2 separate regions of the Pan troglodytes genome follow, and region 1 is linked to region 2. Evidence: chromatin contacts called from public Hi-C data. All regions are on one chromosome and are shown on one strand. The core of a region is the stretch at or near the end of the contact, and the rest is flanking DNA. Distances in the headings are between cores, read along the strand shown.

Region 1 (4,702 bases), core at 1,993-4,492, 680 kb after region 2:
GTGATGTGTTCTTCAGAGCCGGGAAGGAAAAGTTTGTTCTCTGTTACCCACAGTTGGCAATAACTGCTTTCTAGGCCAAATTCCAAAATCTTCCAAAAATTACACAAGTTTCTTTTTTTCTCTTCCCCTTCTCCTTCTTCTAAGGAAATGAGGGCCTGAAAGTGAATGAGTTTGATATTTAAACTCATGTCAGTTTAGAGACTCTATTTATTCGTATTTTAAATCCAGTGGGAAAATCTAAGATTAAATCCAGTTAAAGCATTTTCTTTCGTTTAGAAATATGATATATCTGCACCCTATTGTGTTTCTGAATTGTGATTTTTAAAAATGAAAAGTGAATTATGTTTGCCAGAAAATGCATGACTTCTTGGATGTATACATTATATACTTTCAGAAAAAAAATGCGAGAGAGGAATGTGTCTGGAGAAAAAAGAACTGAGAAAAGTTAAACAAAACTCCAGCTCTGAAAAAAAATTTTTCATTAAGTTTGCAATTTGGTCTTCAAGTCCATTTTGTGAATCTTCAGGCCACTACTAACATAGCAGCCTTGATAAAAGTCAAGGTCGTGTTTTCCCCTTACCATTATTGCTCCTGGAAGCTGATCTAACACCCACCCAGATAACTCTTCTATGATATTAACCTTTTCTTAAGAAAATATGATCTGAGACATTCACAAAGTGGGGCCTACTGGGTTCCCTTTTGCTTTGCTTTAGAGTTGTCACAAAACACGCTCTCCCCTGCCCCCAACACTTCCACTTTTCTCTCTCCTTTTCTTTATAGATTTCATTTTTTTTGTAGGGTCATATCTCCATCGTCTCCCCTGCCAATGCTGTGAATTATTCCAAGCAAAAAGACCCTGTCGAACCGCCCAACACAAGCTGTGCGATCAGCCTTTTGAGCTCTTGAGTCATTTTAGGCGTCGGAACAAAACAAAAACAGGCTTAAATGAATTATTTATCAAGGTCGAGAATAATTGATTTGTGCAGTGCCGTCAGTTCTGGATTTTAAATTTGTTTTCTCCCCCTCCCTACTTCCCACCCTGAATATGCAGCGAGGGGAGTTCGAGTTGGAACCCCCCAGGGCTAGGAGAAAACGCACCATATTCGGGAAGTTGGTGGATGATGATGTTGGAATGGGAAGAACCCTGATCGATATTTGAAGAGGGTAGAGTAGGTAGGGTCCGCCTGCAGTCTCGGGCAGCCCTAGAGCCCTTCCTGTCCTCCCCACAGCGGTCAACTGTGACAGAGGCGCAGGATATTTAGGCTGCGAAGCTGTGCAGCGCCGGGCCCTGCGGCCTCGGATAAGCCACCTCCACAAGTCTACCGTCTGTGGTTCGGTAACCGCGGCCGAAGGCCGAGGCCGAGGCCGAGCCCGCGAGCTCTCCGGAGGGTCTCCCGGGCCAGCACTCAGTTCCCGCGCCAAAGGCATTTGATCCAACCCCGCTCCAGCCTACAGTGGCCCGACCCCACCCGGCAGGGCCCAGTCACCCGTTCCCGAGGGCCTCCCCGCACCCCTCTGGCCACTGTCGGCCCCTGCCGGGATGGAGCACGTCCGGAGTCCCCGCCTCGGCTCACCAACCCCGTCTTCTCCGCCAAACTCCCTTCGCCTTCCGAGAAGAGCGAGAGCTGCCCGGATTGTGCATCTCCTTGCCTCCGTTCCTTCAATCCCCGCTGTTCTCTCGGAACAGCCCTAGGAAAAATGCCACTGAGACGATGAGAAACAGCTCAACCCACCCTCCAAGTAGTGCTGTTTTTTTTTTTTTTTTTTCTTTTCTGGGTCAAACACACCGATTTCCCCAGGAAAACGCAGGCAGGATGAGTCGCCCAGCTACCCGCTTCCGGACCCATGGCTCACACAGAAGCAGTTCCGACCGAAAGGCAAGAGCTTGTCCCAGGAGGTCATTTGCCTCCCTGACACCCCTCCCTTCGTCCTCAACAGATAAAAGCTGTGGCCCAGAAAGTGACCTCCAGAACTGCAACTAAACTCCAGATTTCGGCCCAGCCTTTGGAGACATTAAAGGCCACTCGAACATCATTCCAGACCTAGCCACGGAAGCGATGCCCGCCTCGCAGATTCATAGGGTTCTTAAAATGGTAATTTGGAGTAAAATGTAACTCAAAGAACTTTGAATCATTCATTAGCACCTTATAATTACTCTGCTAATTAGGTTGACACGGCACTTAATCAGGAGTAATACGCCGTCTTGTCACTGGCACTTCCCATTACTCTGACATTCAACAAGAGACAGGTTGGAGACGTCCTAGAGAAAATAATGCAAGTTGATACACTCCAACGAGGCGTTACAGTCATGCTCCGGGTCCCAAGTGGATCCGCAGTGACTGTTTCCTTTCCAAATGAGCGCTCGCCGAAAGGGGCCGGGGGACAGAGGTGGACGGACAGGGGCGCGGGCTGCAGACCAGCCGCTATGGGTCCTGAGCCCCGCGCCCGCCCGACACTGCAGTGAACCGTGGCTGCCCTCGCCACCAGAGAACGCCTCGGGCATTAGCTCCCCCGTTCGGGAGAAAGCGTCTGGCCAGGCATTTTTTCCAGCTGGAGACCAGGCTGGCTCCCCAGCTTGGAGCCTCAGGCCTCGTCCTCCCCGAGAGTGCCTGGTGGACGCGGACCCGGCTGTGTCCCTCTCAGGGATCCGCCGCCCGCCGGGCCGAGCCCGAGCGCCTGGGTTCGTCGGGCGAGAAATCAGAGCCCAGAGCCGACCCGCCCGCTTATGCAAGGCTCCGGCGCCTGAAGTGACACACTTTTCTGTGGATTCCTTCAGGGATCTCCTTCCTCCGCTCTTAATGTCTTCGGACTATTCCCGCGCGCGTTTGGGGAGGCTGCGAGGGCCGCCGCGCTGGAGCCTAAAGGTAAGTCCCTTCCCGTCCTCTTCTCTCTCTCTTCTGACTTAAGAAAACGGGCAAATCCTTGCTACTTTTTTTTTTTCTTTCTCCCCTTTGGTTCCCTTTCTCTGGTCTCCCTCTGATCTCTTCCCCCCTCTCCCTTTGCCTCGCACTCGTGATTGTGGACACCGGGACCACTGGACTCGGAGTTCGGCTCAGGGCTGCGGGCTCAGGGATGTGCGGGTTCTCAAAAGAGCAGCGGAGTCCGAGCCGAGTCCGCTGACGGGCTCGCGAGCGCTGCGCCTATTGGCTCCCGGCACGTCGGCGTCCCTCGCTCGCGCGGGCGCGGCCAATAGGGGCGCGGGGCCGGACGCGCGGCCTCTGTGGCGGGGGCGCGGGCCCGGCGCGGCGCGACACGGGGAGCGGCGGTAGTGGCCGTGACGTCACGGGAGGGGGTCGGCGCCGCCCGCGAGCAGCCGGATTACAAGCGAACGCGCCCGGCAGCGGCCGGAGTCGCCCGGTATCGCGTCTCCGCCGCTTCCTCCTTCTGTGCCTGCTCCTTCTCGTCGTCCTCCTCTTCCTCCTCCTCCTCGGGTTGCCGCAGCCGCTGCGGCAGTGTCTGCCCCGCAACTTTCCAAGAAAGTTCAGAAACTCGGCTACGGGGCTGCCGAGTGGCGCGCGGCTGCCACCTCGGGAGCCGCGGGGGAGTTCCGAGGGCGCGCGGCCGCCCGGGCTTCGCGGTCGCTGCACCTGCCGCGTCTGCCGCCGCCACCGCTGCCGCCCGGTGCCAGGCTGTGGGCAGACCCCGGCAGCGGCGGCGGCGGCGGCTTTGGCGTAGCTTCCCGCCGCCTGCGCCTTCGCCTTCGCCTGGGTCCTCCGCGCCGCCACCGCCGCTCCACGTGCGCAGTCGTTCCTGGAGCGCAAGTTCCGAGCTTTCTCAGAAATTTTTTTAACTCCCCCCGCCCCCCGCATCTTTTTTCTTTCCACCCCTACTTTTTGCATAAGAGAAAAAAAGTTGTGTCGAAAGTATCCACAGATTGCCACTTCCCAATTACCCTTCCTTCTCTCCCCGCCCCACTTTTTTTTTTTTTTAAGCAGCGGCAACATTGTTTGGTGTTTATTTTGTTTTACGATCGATAGCTTTCTTCGCTGGTTCGGGGCGGCTGCTGAACGGCGGAGTGGCGTGGACCTCATGTAGCAATGACAATGGAAGGGGCCAGCGGGTCGAGTTTTGGAATAGACACGATTTTGTCCAGTGCCAGTTCAGGCAGCCCAGGCATGATGAATGGAGATTTCCGCCCGCTCGGTGAGGCCAGGACCGCGGATTTTAGGAGTCAGGCCACCCCATCTCCCTGTTCGGAGATTGATACCGTAGGGACGGCGCCTTCTTCTCCTATCTCAGTCACCATGGAGCCCCCGGAGCCGCATCTGGTAGCAGACGCGACCCAGCATCATCACCACCTCCACCACAGCCAGCAGCCGCCGCCGCCGGCCGCGGCCCCGACGCAAAGTTTGCAGCCTTCGCCCCAACAGCAGCAGCCGCTGCCGCCACAGCAGCCGCCGCCGCCGCCCGCCCAGCAGCTGGGCTCGGCCGCCTCGGCCCCCAGGACTTCCACGTCTTCTTTTTTAATTAAGGACATCTTGGGCGACAGCAAACCTCTGGCGGCATGTGCACCCTACAGCACCAGCGTATCCTCTCCCCACCACACCCCGAAGCAGGAGAGCAACGCAGTGCACGAGAGCTTCAGGCCAAAGCTCGAGCAGGAGGACAGCAAAACCAAACTCGACAAGCGGGAGGATTCCCAGAGCGACATCAAATGCCACGGTGAGTCCCGCCACCCGGCGCTCTCGGCCGTCTAGCTTGT
Region 2 (4,417 bases), core at 610-3,109:
TAGAATTTTCACCAGTTTCACTGAGAAGTGAGGTAGCAAAGCTCTTTATGCAGTCATGCCAGAAGTTGACCGGGAAGACTATATTTCAAATGTTAGTTATGTTATTCAATTTGGAGGATTGCTTATAACATTGTTGCACTGGTTGTAAAATTAAATCTTTAGGATTAAAATGTTTTCTTGAGAAATGTGGCAACATTACTAAAAACCATGGTAATCCCTCCCCACAAAATGGGATTTTTAGTAACTTTATCACTGTCCTGAGGCTTCCTTTTAAAAACTGCAGCTTTGACATTTTTATTACATTATTTTAAGAGAAAGTAAGGCTCTATAGATTCCACATGCATTCTTGAATAAATGAGTGAGTGAATGAATGAATGTTTTTGTTTATGAACATGGTGGCCATTTGCTACTGTGTGCTTTGGCAGTAAGACTCCCCCTGTACCTGCCTGTTGCTGAATTCTACAATTCTATCACTCAAACCCTATCTTAGTTCAAGCTGCTATAACAAATTACCATAGGCTGGGTGGCTTAAACAACAAACATTTGTCACAATTTTGGTGCCTGAGAAGTCCAAGATCACAGTGCAGGCAGATCCGGTATTTGGCGAGGGCCTCCTTCCTGGCTTGCAGAAACTGTCCTCCTGTATCCTCACATGGTAGGAAAAGAGCGAGCTAACTCTCTGGCCTCTTAAAAGGGCACAATCCTACTCATGAAGGCTCTACCCTTTTGAGTTAATTACCTCACAAAAGTCCCACGTTCAAATATCATCACATCGGGGGTTAAAATTCAATGTATGAATTTCAACACATTGAGGGGTTCACTATAACAAATGCACTGTTTCGTTATTTTCCTCTATGCAGTCTATGGAAAGTAACTTTCCTCTCCAGTATTTTTGAGAGGAATGATAATTCAACCTTTCTATTAAGAATAGTTTATGCAGTCAAAATGTTATTTTCTCCAAGAGACAAACACTTGTTATTTTATCAGTATCCAAATAACTGGCTTACCCAATTACTGGAATAATTTTACATTTCAGAGAAGGTGAAAGAAATTAATATTCATGAGCATTTACTGTGTGGTAGGACTACTGCAAATATTATTTTATTTAACCCTTGCAGCAGTATCTACGAGTTAGAGCTTATTAGTATCACTGAGGATGCAGAATTAAGACTTAAAGGTTGGGTCTTTTCCAAGGTCATATAGCTAATGAACAGTAGAACTGCAAGGAAAAAAGAGAACAGGAATAGGGCAGTCAGACAGCAGTAGGTTGGCCCTAGATGTCACAGGTGGGGGTTTCCAAAGGAAAGATAAATGTCTCTGTAAGAAAAGCATCATTGATTCGTTGCTATTTTATCATCTACAAAACATTCCCTGACAAATCTTCAGAGGACAATTCTAAAGAAACTTAAAAGGATAATTTATAGTTTGTTCATGTTTACAGCCTAAGAACACATTATTGCCCTGTTTTTATAAATTCATGTTGGCTAAACATATTTAAATATCATTGTGTTTTAGAACATTTATTTCTGAAATTTAACTTTATTTCTGAATCAAGTTCCCCAGTAATACCGACCTCATGAGTGCCATTGTGATATTTTATAAATAATATAGGTGAAACACTTTTTAGGTATGAAGAGACCGGAAGTCCCAGAGCTGAGGCCTGGCTAACTTTGATGAGAAAGGCAGGTTGGTGTATGTTTGTGGAGTGGTGGTTGTTGGGGTAGAGAAGCAGGTTAGCTTAGGGAAAGGGTACCATTTAGTAGACCCTTAGAACCCAGGATTAGGAGCTGTATTTAAAGAGAATAGACACAGTAAACTGCAAGAGATATATTCAAAACCAGTTATAAACTTTCGGAGAAAAAAAGGTAGGAAGGGAGAGGTTGGGGGCTTGGGCGATCCATTGCTTGGAGCTCGGCTTAGCCAGGCTTGGCGGTCCTCCGAGGGGCTGATAAATCGGCGCTCGACTGGCCTAGGAGCTGCCCGCAGGGAGGTGAGGAGTGGGGCCCGGACGCCCGCGGGGAAGGTGGGGACGGGGGCCCGATGCCCGCGGGGAAGTGGGGACCCAGCCGAGCCGTCCGGGCAGCGGTCGATCTCTAGAGCCGTCTGCCGGGCAGGCAGCGGACGGGCGCGGCGAGTTGTTGGTCACCAGGCGTCTCCAGGCCGCAGGCCCGCGCCAGCGCCTCAGCCGCATTTCCAGTCAGAAAGCGGTGAGGCTTGAGGCGCGCTCGGGCGCAGGGCGGGCCCAGCTCCCCGCGAGGTGGGACTGGCTGGGCGTCCGGCCCGCCCCTAAAGTCGGCTGATTGGTGTTCGGTTCCTGTGTCTTGTGTTCCGGTGTGTGGCGCCCCCTGAGCGAGCGCTGGGGGGGACATACCCATCTGTCTGAGCCGCGGGTTTCACAGCGGTGGGAGGAAACGGGACCCTGGGGGTGGAGTGACGCGCCCCAGCGCCCCGTTCTTGTGCCACTCTCGGGGCCCTAAGGCCTCTGCCCTGGATTTAGAATATTCTCCTTAGGAAATCCACAGAGCTGTTATTTTGCTTTAGGTGCTGATTCGGTCCCCAGCCGGACCCTTCCAGCCCTGTTGGTGCCTGGGGAGAGGGGGTGAGATCTGGGGCTCGGACAATTGTATGGTCCTTTCCCAGGCCGAGCCTCGGAGTAATTTGTTCCCGTTGATTTTTCCTTCTTTGTCAGATTCTCTGCAGTTATTTGTGACGGTCGGTTATTCCCGTAAATGTTGGTCCCTACTTCTTCCTTAACTCACAAAAATTTCTAGCAAAACAATAATTTTTATCTGAGTTTCTGTACTTTTAAAATAAGGAGTATATTTCTGAGTAAAAATTGTAAGAAATAAGTAATAGGCCTGCAATTTTATACAGTAAGTTTATACAATAATTGTATACAATAATTTTATACAATAAGTAAAGATTACAGAAGACAAAATGGTGAATTGTCATTAATATAACTAAAGATTAATTGTATCTAGTTGTATTAATATTTAACTAGAGATTGTCATTAATATAACTAGAGAAGGTCGGCACCGCAAATTATGTAGACTCAAAAATAGTTTAAGTATTTTAACAGTGATTATAGCAGAGCAGACACTTAAAACTACCTGGGATGATATTGTTTATTGTGTTTGGCAATCTAATTTTGTGCCACGTGCTGAAACTAAAACTTTAATAATAAAAGGAACTTAAAAAATCTGAATCTAAACCTAGAACTTTAATTAATTTAAAATAGCATCCCCTCACATCACAAACTCATACTGAACTGTAGCAAGGTCCCTTTTAGGACCTGTGTTTCTTTTTTAAAAAAAGATTTATTTACATAATGAAAGTGCCAAATTCATCATCTTTTAGAACCTTCATGATTTTATTTACATAAATCCTGAACTAGAAAAAGATTTCACATTTTTTAACTGAACGTTGAAGATTGGGGCTGAAATTTTAAGTTTCTAAATTAACAGAAAATTATTTTTATTTAACACTATTTTTATAAACTGGTTCTTGCTAATGCATTTATTCCACAATGCATTCTTATGGACCATTTACTGTGTGCCAGGCACTATTCTGGGTTATTGGAACACATTAATGAGCAAAAAGTCCCCGCTTGCTCTAAAGGGAGAAACATAATAAACAACTAAGCATATACTATAATGTTAGTTATCAGTTCATGCTATGAAGAAAAATAATGCGGAATGAGAGGATGCAGTTTTAGATAAGGGGTGTTTTTTTCATAGGAGTATATAAGAACTAAAATATGTACTTGATATTTTTATTCTGAGCCCAAACAAGTTATATTCTTGTATGCTAGAACTAGAAATAAAAAATTCTTTTGAAAATATTTGCTGTTTGTATAGGAGGTTTTTGTCAGTTTATGCAACGCTTTTCTTCCCAAATGTTTTAAATTTGTAGTTTTATTGTCTATTTGTAGTTGCTTTGGGAAGAAAGTATTCAAGTGTATAAATGTTAGCCTTAAGATTTTTGACTTAAATTCTGAGGTAGCAAAGCCATATGAAACTGGTCTGGTGAGGTTTATTTTAGGAAAAGTTTCTTTTGTTTGAACATAGTTTTCCTAAAACTAGAAAGGGAACATTTTATTCGTTACTTTTTGGGCAATATAAAAACATGATTAACATTTTCATTTATACTTTTTCAGATAATTGTTTTCAAGTTCTGAAATTGTTTACTTAAAGCTGTTAAAGACTTCGCATATTTCTGAATGACTCCCTCTACCTCCTGCCCTATTATCCTAGGCTTCTATTTTTCGTATAGTCAAATTGTTTTAGACATTTATAGAACCACACTAGTTTGTTTCATTTTTACTACTTGTTTTTGTTGGTAACTGATTAATAGATAGAGAAAAATGAAGAGGGCAATTATATTAAACAGATGGAAGGGGGAAGAACCCAATAACGAA

The links. Hi-C and Micro-C count contacts between places; a contact is called where the count stands out from the background.
Region 1: a contact with region 2 is called in a Hi-C map of stem cell-derived neural progenitor cells, with 3 times the contacts expected there. The contact joins the promoter of BARHL2 here to the promoter of HFM1 in region 2. A contact is called at or near these places in 1 of 7 Hi-C or Micro-C datasets (stem cell-derived neural progenitor cells) and 1 of 1 datasets of contacts at active chromatin or transcription factors (stem cell-derived excitatory neurons).

What each region holds. Positions count from the first base shown.
Region 1 is chr1:140,443,682-140,448,383 of NHGRI_mPanTro3-v2.0_pri, forward strand. BARHL2 (BarH like homeobox 2) reads left to right here and starts at 3,243. Exons shown (of 3, transcript XM_003949457.6): 1 at 3,243-4,662. The coding sequence starts at 4,038.
Region 2 is chr1:139,765,270-139,769,686 of NHGRI_mPanTro3-v2.0_pri, forward strand. It overlaps HFM1 (helicase for meiosis 1), which reads left to right and starts at 1,860. Exons shown (of 39, transcript XM_524618.9): 1 at 1,860-1,990.